Regions from separate parts of the Zea mays genome. Here region 1 is linked to region 2. Evidence: chromatin contacts called from public Hi-C data. All regions are on one chromosome and are shown on one strand. Each heading gives the region's core, a stretch centred on a gene start, on an enhancer-like site or on the middle of the called end of the contact. The rest is flanking DNA. Distances are from core to core; before and after follow the strand shown.

Evidence for each region. Hi-C and Micro-C count contacts between places; a contact is called where the count stands out from the background.
Region 1: a Hi-C map of leaf shows a contact between it and region 2, with 5 times the contacts expected there. The contact joins the promoter of LOC100280306 here to the enhancer-like site in region 2. A contact is called at or near these places in 3 of 25 Hi-C or Micro-C datasets (bundle sheath, ear and leaf).

The regions. Positions count from the first base shown.
Region 1 is chr5:208,901,070-208,906,702 of Zm-B73-REFERENCE-NAM-5.0, forward strand. It overlaps LOC100280306, which reads left to right and starts at 2,672. Exons shown (of 5, transcript NM_001153232.1): 1 at 2,672-2,967; 2 at 3,672-4,006; 3 at 4,655-4,786; 4 at 4,878-5,153; 5 at 5,497-5,633. The coding sequence starts at 2,775.
Region 2 is chr5:208,704,961-208,710,404 of Zm-B73-REFERENCE-NAM-5.0, forward strand. No RefSeq gene overlaps it. Among protein-coding and RNA genes, the nearest start is that of LOC111589482, 31 kb to the right of the region's middle. Within about 2 kb of position 2,736, at least 20 of the 20 cell types and tissues checked have an H3K27ac peak or open chromatin away from gene starts, as enhancers often do. A contact at or near this core is called in bundle sheath, ear and leaf, where this site is marked.

The DNA of each region.
Region 1 (5,633 bases), core at 1,422-3,921, 200 kb after region 2:
TTAAAGTTTATAAATTTTAGGTTTCGCCTATTCACCCCCCTCTAGGCGACTTTCAAAAAGTGATGGTGGAAAAGATCCCAGATGCAGGGGAAACACTAAAGATCACCATCACGACCTCCAATGCTAGGGGGCAGGCACGAGAAGGCGACCAGGCATGGGCCCCTTTTCTGCGCACCATGGACGGTCCGACGTGCAAACGCGGACAGATCGGGACACCGCCGGACAGTCCGGATGGATCAGACGGATAGTCCAACAGCGCCCAGGGACAACGACGACCACGTACCTTCAAACCTCGACGACCAGAAATAGGTACGTGGAAGAGGAATAATTTTTAAATGTTCGGTCGCCTGGTCAAAGCTGGCCCGACATTTGATCAGTTATTATCTAAACATGTGAAAAATATGGTTGGTCTAAGAATCAACCAACAGAGAAACTTCACTCACCTGCCCGTGAGCGAAGACAGGTCAGGCCGATTAGGTCTTCTCACCAATCGGAAGAGGTAGCTTGTAATGATATTCATCTAAGACCCAATGTACATACACAGACACCGCCACCGCCACCCTATACCCACCTGTGCCATATCAGTATGCATACCTTCCAACACTTTATGTACCCAATCAAACGTGGGGCGAGTCACCGTACCCCATATGGGATGCCACAATACCCCTCTTAGGGGCACCCCAAACTTCTGTATTTGACAAGTTGGCACTACAAGTGCAAGACCGAATGGGTTCACAGAAGAACCCAACAAAGTAGTTAACCAGGAATACTCCATGCCCCAGTGATGTCCATCGGGCCTAACACGGTCTCAAAAGCGTAAATTGCAACGCTCGAGAATGAAGGAGAGCAGAGAAAAAGTGACAAAGAAAATGTTGAATAATACACATCCCAGTACCTACCACCGCAAAAGAGGTGGAGACCAAAAGTCGTCGTAGCAACTCAAGCGGACACGAAGATAGAAGACGAAACAAAAGCTAGAAAGCTCTCTGCATATAAGGTGGACCGTCTGAGCACAGAGCGGACCACCCGACCGCTGAGACAGGACCATCTGCACCTCACTAGAAAACCTCCAAGACATGCCAACACCTATGGGCGAAGGTAACATCAAGGAGGACGACCTACTGGGAGAAGTTCTGGTCAACTACGGAGCCTCGCCCGAGCATGCAGAAAATTAGGTAAGCAGGATGACAAGCTTGTTGGGGTCTCCTTCTCTGTTGAAGGTCCTCTAGATGAACGAGGCCGTTTTGATTCATCTTAACGGATATGTCGAAGGACCAAATGTCGAAGCTAGAGCAGCGGAGCAAGGGATGCAAGTAATATAACAAAGCTTCGGCAAGAGTTAGAGCTTCGACTTGAGGTGGTCCCGAAGGTCACACAAGAAACCAAATCAACAGTGAAAAGACCCATTTTCCTTAGTATCTGTAATAGGACAAATGTATAGGTATCAGGGTCATAATTATACTTTTGTTTGGGCTACGTCCCATGCCTATAAATATATGAATAGTACCATCGTACTGTTCACACTTTTATTGGAAGTCATTCTCACATTCTCTCCTTCTAGCAAGCCGAATGTATAAATGCTTGTAATGCTTTATTGGTGTATAATTCAGATTATAACATTATTTAAACATGCTAATGAAATAAATGAAGACTTAATATTATATTACATTGTAATATTGTCTTTATAAGAGATGAAGACCCGTTCTTCATCACCTTGGTCTTCGAACCATTATCTTTGAAAGAGGATAATGCTTCGAAAGACGAAGATCCTTAATGTCTAATATTTGTGTTGCCTTGTTTTTGATTCACATCGATTGAAAACAAGTAACCAACATAGCTAACCAGGACTAATATGACGCTTAGCGACATCAGGGGCTATAGTCCGATCAAGGCTCTTAGAGGATCACACAGTGATATCATCCTAGTATGTAGCAAAACACATAGGAAAGCCGATATTGTCACATCGAGTTAATTTCAGCATGGACCAGTGCTTTTGGTTCACTCAGCTTCCGCAAAAGACAGAGGCATGTGTTGAGCACCATTTGTGGCACTGGTCATGGCCAGCCGATCTGTCATTGAGGTCCGGACAGTCCGGCTATAGGCACAGACGGTACGCGATAGGATTAGATCAGACCATCAAACTTCTATCTCCTCGCGTGTTTGTCCCTCTAATCTCGCGGGAGCTGTTGGAGGATGTCCAGGAACGGGTATAGCCCCCCGGTGATATTTAAAGGGGTACGACCGATTGAAGAACCAACAATCGATCATTCAGTTTATCTTCCGTCCTTTACTTTTCGCATTAGGAGTAGACAATAATATATTCTTTTTTTTTCTAATCTTCACTTCTCTCCGGCTGTACGTCATTTAAAGGCGTATTGGGTGTTCTGCCGATCCCAAGAAAAATCCTAGGATCTCTCCTCCCCGACGGCTCTGGCTCATAACCCAAATAGCAACAGATATCTCACTTCTCACTATACGAATTCGTCGTCTGATGCTATATAAGCATATTTACTTCTATATTTATTAGTGGATCGTCACTTTTTTTGGTTTCTTTTAAGTACCAGCTGGCTGCTTGAAAAACAGCTGTGCTAGTTGGCTATTCGTGACTGCCCGCCAACACCTCGCCTAACCCTAGACTAACCTGATTCCGCCTAGCAACAAATCCGTATCCCGACTCCGGCGAAGGCACTACCCGAGTTCACTTCACACTCGTGCACCCATCCGGGTCACTGGCTCACTGACACCGCGCCCCAATCACGCGCGCGCCACCCGCGATGATGGCGGCGGCGGCGATCTCCGGCTCCAGCGGCCACCTCGTCGTCTCCTCCCCCCGCTTCAGGCAGCCGCTCACGCTCCCTTCTCGCAGCGGTCGCCCAATCGCCGCCGCCGCCTCGGCCGTGGCCCGCGGCGGGGTCGCGGTCGCCGCCGTGTCCAGCCCCGCTGTGTCGGCCGTCGCGGGGAAGGATGGTTAGTTATTCTAACGCCGCATTGAAGCACTCTGTTTCGTTGCTGGGTTGGGGCTTGCTGGTATCGAGGGTTCTGCTGAAAAGTATGGGTATGGCTGTTGGTCTGTGCTCTCGGGGTTTGGTTTGGGGATTCAATTATGACTTAGAAGTAACAATGCTGTGAGATGCGACAAACTATAAGCTGTGCTGCGATGGTTGGTTGATTTCGTTGATTGGGGACAGTCAAATGTGGTCAAGTCCTTTTGTTTGTAGCAAATTTTGGGTACTCATCAGGGTGTATTTTTCTCTTTGAACTAGAAAAGTTGCCTATGCCAAGTTTCGGCCTTGTTTCTGTAGTTCTGTTATGGTGTAGCCACTAGACCAACTCGGAACGCTTATTTTGAGTGGAGATATACATATATCATATTTCATATGTGAATTACTAAACCTTTTGTTTTTCTTGAATCTCAAATTTATCAGCACTTATAAATTCTACATTGTATAATATGATTTTTTTAGCATCACCATTGAGCTAGTCCTGCTGTTTGATGTGTTGAACATCAAATGCACTCAATTCTGACTTTTAAATCTGAACGTGATTGTCTCTGCTTCTCGTACCAATATATGCGCTCAAATGTTTTAGGCATCGATGTGAGCTTTCATTCTATAGGAAGTATTATGTCATGCTTAGCAAACTTTGTTTCTGATTGTAGCAATTTCTTGCAGCCAAACAGGCTCCTAAGGATTTCCTTCATATCAATGATTTTGACAAGGATACAATAATGAATATCCTTAATCGAGCGATCGAGGTTAAGGCAGCGATAAAGTCTGGAGACAGGAGCTTCCAACCATTCAATGGGAAATCAATGGCGATGATTTTTGCCAAGCCATCAATGAGGACCCGTGTTTCATTTGAGGCGGGATTCTTCTTACTTGGTGGGCATGCTATTTATTTGGGTCCAGATGATATCCAGATGGGCAAGCGTGAGGAGACTCGTGATGTTGCTCGAGTACTTTCTGGCTATAATGATATCATTATGGCCAGGGTCTTTGCTCATCAGGTTTGGTCATGAGTTGTATGATTAAGATTTCTTTTTTGTGTTTTTTTACCAACATAACCAACAAGGACATATAATCTGGATCGTTTCTTTTTACATATTTGATCTGTCTTCTCCATGCTGCTTAAGCACAACAATTTGATATCTACCTCAAAACAACAAGCACTATAGTCATCAGTTAAAAGTAAGATTTTGCCAATCAGAATTATATTAATATGAAATACCAACTTCGATTTAGTATAGATTTAACTAAAACAGTAAGTTTGTTTAATTCTGAAATATAAGAGCCAACATGGGTCCTGGTATGTATATGGATGCATGCGGTTTCAGAACCGACCTCGCTGTTTTTTTTTCTTCTGTGGTATCATTATCTTGGCAGTTTTTTTTTCTGTGGTTTCTTTGTCTGTTTGTGTCCTTCGATACTATATCAAACTTGTTCTGTCTGGATGTAAGCAAATAATTGATGTTTTGGATTGATCTCTTGCTTCGAGTTCATCTTTGTTTAGTTGTCTTTGTTACTGAGATACTTTGTCTTCATAATCTATCATTATCGTTTGTCCTTGTTTTGATCTTGCGTAGTTCCGCTCGGTGTTGATCCTTTTTTGTTTCCATCCAAGCACTATCTCCTAACTTCTCATATGGTTTTGACAGGATATTCTGGACTTGGCAAAATATGCAGCTGTACCTGTCATAAATGGTCTCACCGACTATAACCATCCATGCCAGATAATGGCTGATGCACTTACTATGCTTGAGCACGTTGGTCGCATTGAGAACACTAAGGTAGATCATCGTATCACTGAAGTAACTGCATGTGCTCTATGCGTCTAATTTCGAGATGGGTTCTGACCAACTGCCTTCTTCAATTGTGTAGGTTGTCTATGTTGGAGATGGGAACAACATTGTGCACTCGTGGCTTCTATTGGCTGCTGTACTTCCTTTTCACTTTGTATGTGCTTGTCCCAAGGGATTTGAGCCCGATGCAAAGACAGTGGAGATCGCCAGGAGTGCTGGAATCAGTAAGATTGAAATAACAAACGATCCCAGGGAAGCAGTTAAGGGAGCAGATGTTGTGTATACAGATGTTTGGGCCAGCATGGGCCAAAAGGAAGAAGCTGATTATAGAAAACAGAAGTTCCAGGGATTCACGGTTTGTCTGTTTTCACACTTTCTAGAATTTCCGTGTCTTGCTGGACACCAACTACATATACTTTGATTAAGCCCGTGAGGCGACTGAGTTAAAACTAGAGAAATAATCATTTGTGTTCCGACCTTCATATGGTTCAAGATATTAGGGTCTTTATCTCAATCATAATTCTGGTGTTCAAGTGAGAGTGAAACTGTACAAGCAACTGTGCTGCAATGTCTTGTTTCAGTGTTTCTCAGTTATTGGCCTCCATAGCAACTGTTGCAATGTCTTGTTTTGACCTTCATAGCTTACGTTGTTGGCCTTCAGCTAACACTTCTGTTTTTTACCCTATACTATATTGCAGGTGGATGAAGCCCTGATGGAGATTGCTGGCCCACAGGCCTACCTTATGCACTGTTTGCCCGCAGAGAGAGGAGTGGAGGTGACCGACGGTGCCATCGAGGCTCCAAATTCAATCGTGTTCCCCCAGGCTGAGAACAG
Region 2 (5,444 bases), core at 1,486-3,985:
TTTCGTCTTTCGATCGAAAGTGGAAGAAGAAGAAGAAAAAAAAGGCACGGCGGACCGAAGAAGCGACGGCTGGTGTTTCGGCCGGCGACGCGAGTGCGGGATGCATTGTATTTTTGTATATATAAAACACACACACACGCACACGCGGAGTGCAGTGCGTTCGGAAAATGGAAATCCCGGCGCATTACCTCACCTCGGATCTCCATTATTCTCTATGCTTCCAGCTGACACAGACTGTGCCGCCAGGAACTGCGACGTGTGACGGCCGCGCGCGCTAGTAGTGGGCTCTGACAGTGTGCCTGACTGACAGAAGAAAGAGTGGATGATGGCGCATGCATGGGCCTGACTGAAGCACCGAGCCCACCGAACAATTAAACCAGCCTCTCGCTTTCGGATTCCTCTAAACTAATGAAAGACTCTTTTGTTCGCTTTACAAGGCAGAGGACGCTTTTTGGATGATCTGTCAGGAGAGGCGCGTCAGCGTAGTATATTTTGCCTAAGGGCATGTTCGGTTATCATGAATTTAATCCCTAGGTGGAATTAATCCACAAGAGGATTCAATGGATCCCCTGCTTACACTCTTTCCCTGGATGGTTTAATTCCATATTCAACAGTTCCCTGTCTCTCTATTTTTTTGTTCGGTTAGCCTCAATCGCCAAAGTAGAGAATGATGTTTTTCAGCCTACAGGCCCCAGGTAGCAGCTGTGTGTTGCAAAGCAACTTGTATAATACAATTGGACAAGTTCGAGCTTCAAATAACTCATATACCATGCAAAGCAAATTGGATGGTTTTCAGCCCACGTAATTAAATGGAAATCAAGTTTTCCAACCTGTCAAGCACTACATGATTAATTGAAACCTTCAGTTCTGCATGGGTGCCAATCTGGCCAATAGAAGTGTTATTGCTTATGCAGTTTGCACATGATTTAAATAGATGAAAACAAATAACAAAGTAGAGTTAGTGCTTGCAGTCAGCTTGTCCCACTCCCATACTTCCTTTGCACTTTTCCTCCCAGCAAATTAGTACCAGCTTTTACGTGTCCTCATCATAACAAGTATTGACCATGAATCAAAATACAGACATCACTCACAGCTCACAGTTCCAGGCCATGGTTACAACCTAGCACTAAGTTGACCAAGGCTTCTAAATTTAGAACTTTTAATAGCAGAAGTGCCTTGAAGATGTAAAGCCTGCAAATATACAGGAGGGACAATGATCAGATTCTCCACCAACATAACTCACTAGTGCTTTGGGTTAACAATAATCATATAAAGGAACCAAGTTATGCTGACAGAAAATTATTTGGAATAATACCAGCAATCAAATAAAAGAACCAAGTTGTGCTGACAAAAGCAACATAAAGACCAAGAAACTATATGACAAAAATTTTGTGAATACATCATTCTTTTGTGGGCGAAGAGTATACGTAGATATTAGTTTATTTAAAAAATTAAAAAATTGGTTTAAAATTTAGTTAAAGCTCATTTTTTGCCTGAGTCAAGGTAATACAACACATCAGTATCATATATCCAAATCTGTGGATTCACCAGCTCAAAGGAAGATAGCAAAGATAACAACAGGTTAGCGTTGCTGAATTGTAAAGTACAGAACTAGCTAGTGTTGCTGAATTGTAAAGTCCACAAGCAAATTGTTGCAGCTCGCCTTCATGCTAAGAAATTGACATGCTGAATTGTTGAGCATGCAGCTGAAACACACTTAGATAAACTAAGGTATATATACATGCAGCCTAATTAAAGTACTAGAACTACTAATTACTTGGTAATGCACTACATATGTGTAGAATGTTCAGAGGAACAGCTAGCGTTGTTCCAACATGTGCATGAACTTTTAACTGAAAGGGCATGTTTTATCAATCTCTTTAGACCTCAGTAGAGTTTAGGCAGTGGAAAGCTACTAACTAGGAGAGATGTCATTTATTTTTTAACTATCACTTAACAGGCAGAATTAGCCAAACAAAAAAAGGACCATGCTTTTACATAGACAACCTGTAAAGTCCATGTGACAGAAAATATATTGGATGCAAACTGACTTAGGAACTAAAAAAGCTTGAATCTTTTTGTATTTAGATCCAAAGAACCCCTGACCATTTTTCAAAATGGCTGTTAAGAAAACCTTGAAAATTCTTGTCCATTATATCCTATTGTTACTTGATTTCTGAAACCGATGTATAAATAATCAGAGCAAACTTTACTGAAAAGTGGTGGCACATCGAGGAGGAGAGGAAGCAACCAGGGAAGGCACGGCATAGGAACGTGCGCTGTGCACATGCGGGCTTATTGTCTTAGCTAGAAAAGTGGTGTGAGTCAGGTCAGGTCAGGTCAGAGGGGGATCGATGGACCGATCCGATTCGGCAGGCGGAACAAGTGAAGGTTCAGTGCACGGCGAGGCGAGTCCACCGGAGCGACTGAGGGAAACAAAGCAAAGCAAAAGGGACAGAGGGATCCCAGAACGGGGCGGGGGTGCGGACGACGGAAAGCGAAAGCGACGGCACGGAGGGGTGGGCACCATTAGATTACTGGTATCTGGACGGCCGACCAGGTACAGGCGTACAGCAACACCAGCCACACACACCGACCCAGCCAGCAAAACCGCTCCTCCGCCTTTCGGCTTCCAGCCAGGTTTTCGTTTCGCGTGGTTTTCCCCTCCCTCCGCGCGGCCTACTAAATCAATCACTCACCCGCCGTCGTCGGGGTGGCTGGCACGCGTGCGCTCCAGGGGTGGGCTGGGTGCATGCACCCGCGCGGTTAAGCTAGCTCTGGCGCATAGCCGTCCGCGTCACCGGGAGCTAGGCAACAAATCGGAGGCCTCTCGGGCGCGCGCGTCGCTGTCTGCCGCAGCCGCAGCCTGCTGTACTGTACTTGGCTTCGGCGGCGACCCCCGCGTCCAAGTGGTTGCCTGGGAGGCCCCGGCTCCGGGCATCGCGACGCGACGCGACGAGACGCGTAAAAGTCACCCGTCGCGGTCTCGCATGCGCGAGGGAGGCAGGCAGGCAGCGAACAAAATCGCACGCGCGTCGTCGACTGCCTGGCCTGGCCTGGTCCAGCTGAAAACCGCCCCGGTTTGCCTCCGTTTGCGGGATCTGGATGGGCTGTTTTCGCGCTGGCGGGGGTCAATGCAAAACGGGCGATGTGCCGTGTGGTGTGCGCGGCGCGGCGTCACTTTCCCTTAACTTCTCGCGCTGGAAGAGGCAGCTGCCTGCTTTTGCCGCAGCTGAAAAGGAGGAGGAAGAAAATGATCGGCCGGATTGGATGGCGACGGCGGGCGGAAGCGGAACCTTCTTGCTTGGCCGCTGACCATGACACCTGGCCCCGCTTTGCAGCCCGTGGAGGACTCTTGGCAGCTTTTACGCGTGCCGCCGGTGTGCGTGCGTTGTCTAGGCAAGGCACGGCAAGCAGAGCACGCGAGGGCGGATGAGGAATTTTGACACTGCAAAAATCCCAAATCCGCAAGTATGCACACTCACCCGCACGACCAGTAGCGTGACTGCGTGAGTACTGTTTAGTTGGTCACCCATAGGAGTAGCGTTCTATATATGAACAGGAGAAACAAAAATATATGCCCTTGTTAGTCGTTCCGAATTTCAAAAAAATTGGAAATCAGTCGCACGGCCTACTATGCTATATGCCCTTGGTAGTCGGCACGACGGGTATATACGGGATGGAACCGAGCCGGTGCGTGATTTCCGTGGACGTGACATTGATTGGAGTGGTCATACAGACTGCTGGGACTGGAGTCTTGCATACAAACATCCAAGACAGCATCCACCCGTTTAGTCAGAGTCAGACTCGAGTACGACGAATATCGATCAGACAAGAGCCAAATCCATTTGGGATCCAACACCATAGGGTCATTATTGTTTTGGGACCATGGGACCGGATCATGCGTATATACTATGTGTCTATTATTAGCATGCCGACGCGCGCATTCGGCCGCTAGATAGGCCCTCTGACAGTAATTAATATATGAGGAGGAGAGGAAATACTTTCCACCTATTTTTTTCTCGCTATAGAGGATCGTTGTCAAAAAAACAACCTTTTTGGTTAGGGTTTGACCTCTGTTTATCCAATTCAATTTGAGTGAATTAATTTTTAGTGACAAATGATACATCAATAAGACATTTATGATAACTTCAATTTTCAAGATTTATGAACCTAGCCAGTTGGATACCTAGATAAAGGTAGAGTGTACTTTCATTAAGGATGGACATGTGTTAGGTGTGGACCCACATAATAATATGTATTTGAAAAGTACTTAAAGTAGGAACTTGTATCCTAATATGTATTTGACATGCACGCGTGACTTGGTGGCCTCGGCGACCGAGCGCGGAGGCAAGGCATGTGGCACCGATCGAAGCAGGCACATATAACTGTCGCCGCGCCGTATAGAGTCGGCACTGACCCACCCACCCCTGCGTCCTAGCTAGCTAGTTGCTACTAGCTCCGATCGCGATCGGTAGGGTAGGGACGACGATACGATGCATGGATTGACCACCGTGCAAGGTCTGCAGATGATGCCATCGGTCTCTGACGATCATCTCGACACGGACATCCGGAATTGTATTGGGTCTGGTAGCTTCTGGCTGCCGGCCGGCTGCTACTTGTACGGCCAATAATGCGTGGTGAGTGGTCTGCTGCACTGGATCTGCAGGCGAGGCGTCTGATCATGCAGCATATGCGTGGTGCCCCGGCCGCCACCCGCGTACGTTGTTGCGAAGCCGGGAGGACAGCACATTGTACGTGCACCGGCCCCATACTACTTATGGACGACAGAATATGCGTGGCAGCAGAACCCCATGACGCGGGTGTCCGCTGGCGAGCACGGGGCCGGAGAGACGGCCGCGACGTGACGAGGGAACAACCACCCCAACCCAACCAACGCGCGTAGGCTCAGCCCGGCGGCGGCCCCTGCCCAGGAGCCGGGCGGGCTCCACGTACATCGATCAGTTGGATTCGATCACTGTGCAGATCCACGATCCATGCCCCATCTCCATGCGTGTCTTGTCCTCTTGCTTGCTATCAACCTGACATCCAAGTGGTGCACAGCGTGAGGAGATCGGAGCGGAGATCCGGGCTGTGTCTGTGCGCGGCATGTCCGTACGCGCAGTGTACGCCGCAGTCCTGCTCCTGCACGCGGTCACGGGACGGGACTGAGCCAACTCGATCTGAGGATGATTGTTTTTCTGGGCCCGCGCTGCGCGCCTTGTGTTTGTTCGACGTGTTTTTGTGCATCTACGGCGCCGATCGTATAGTAGCATGTCTGAAATCTGAATGCCTGGTGATAGCTCAGCTGCCTGCCTGCGCCCTGCGGCATTGCAGTTGCAGCCCTGTTGATTCTCGATTTGGGAACACCAAGACAGGCGCAGATGAATTGCATGTGTCCGTAATATGCCTGCACTGCACCCTGCATAGGTTGCAGTAACAAA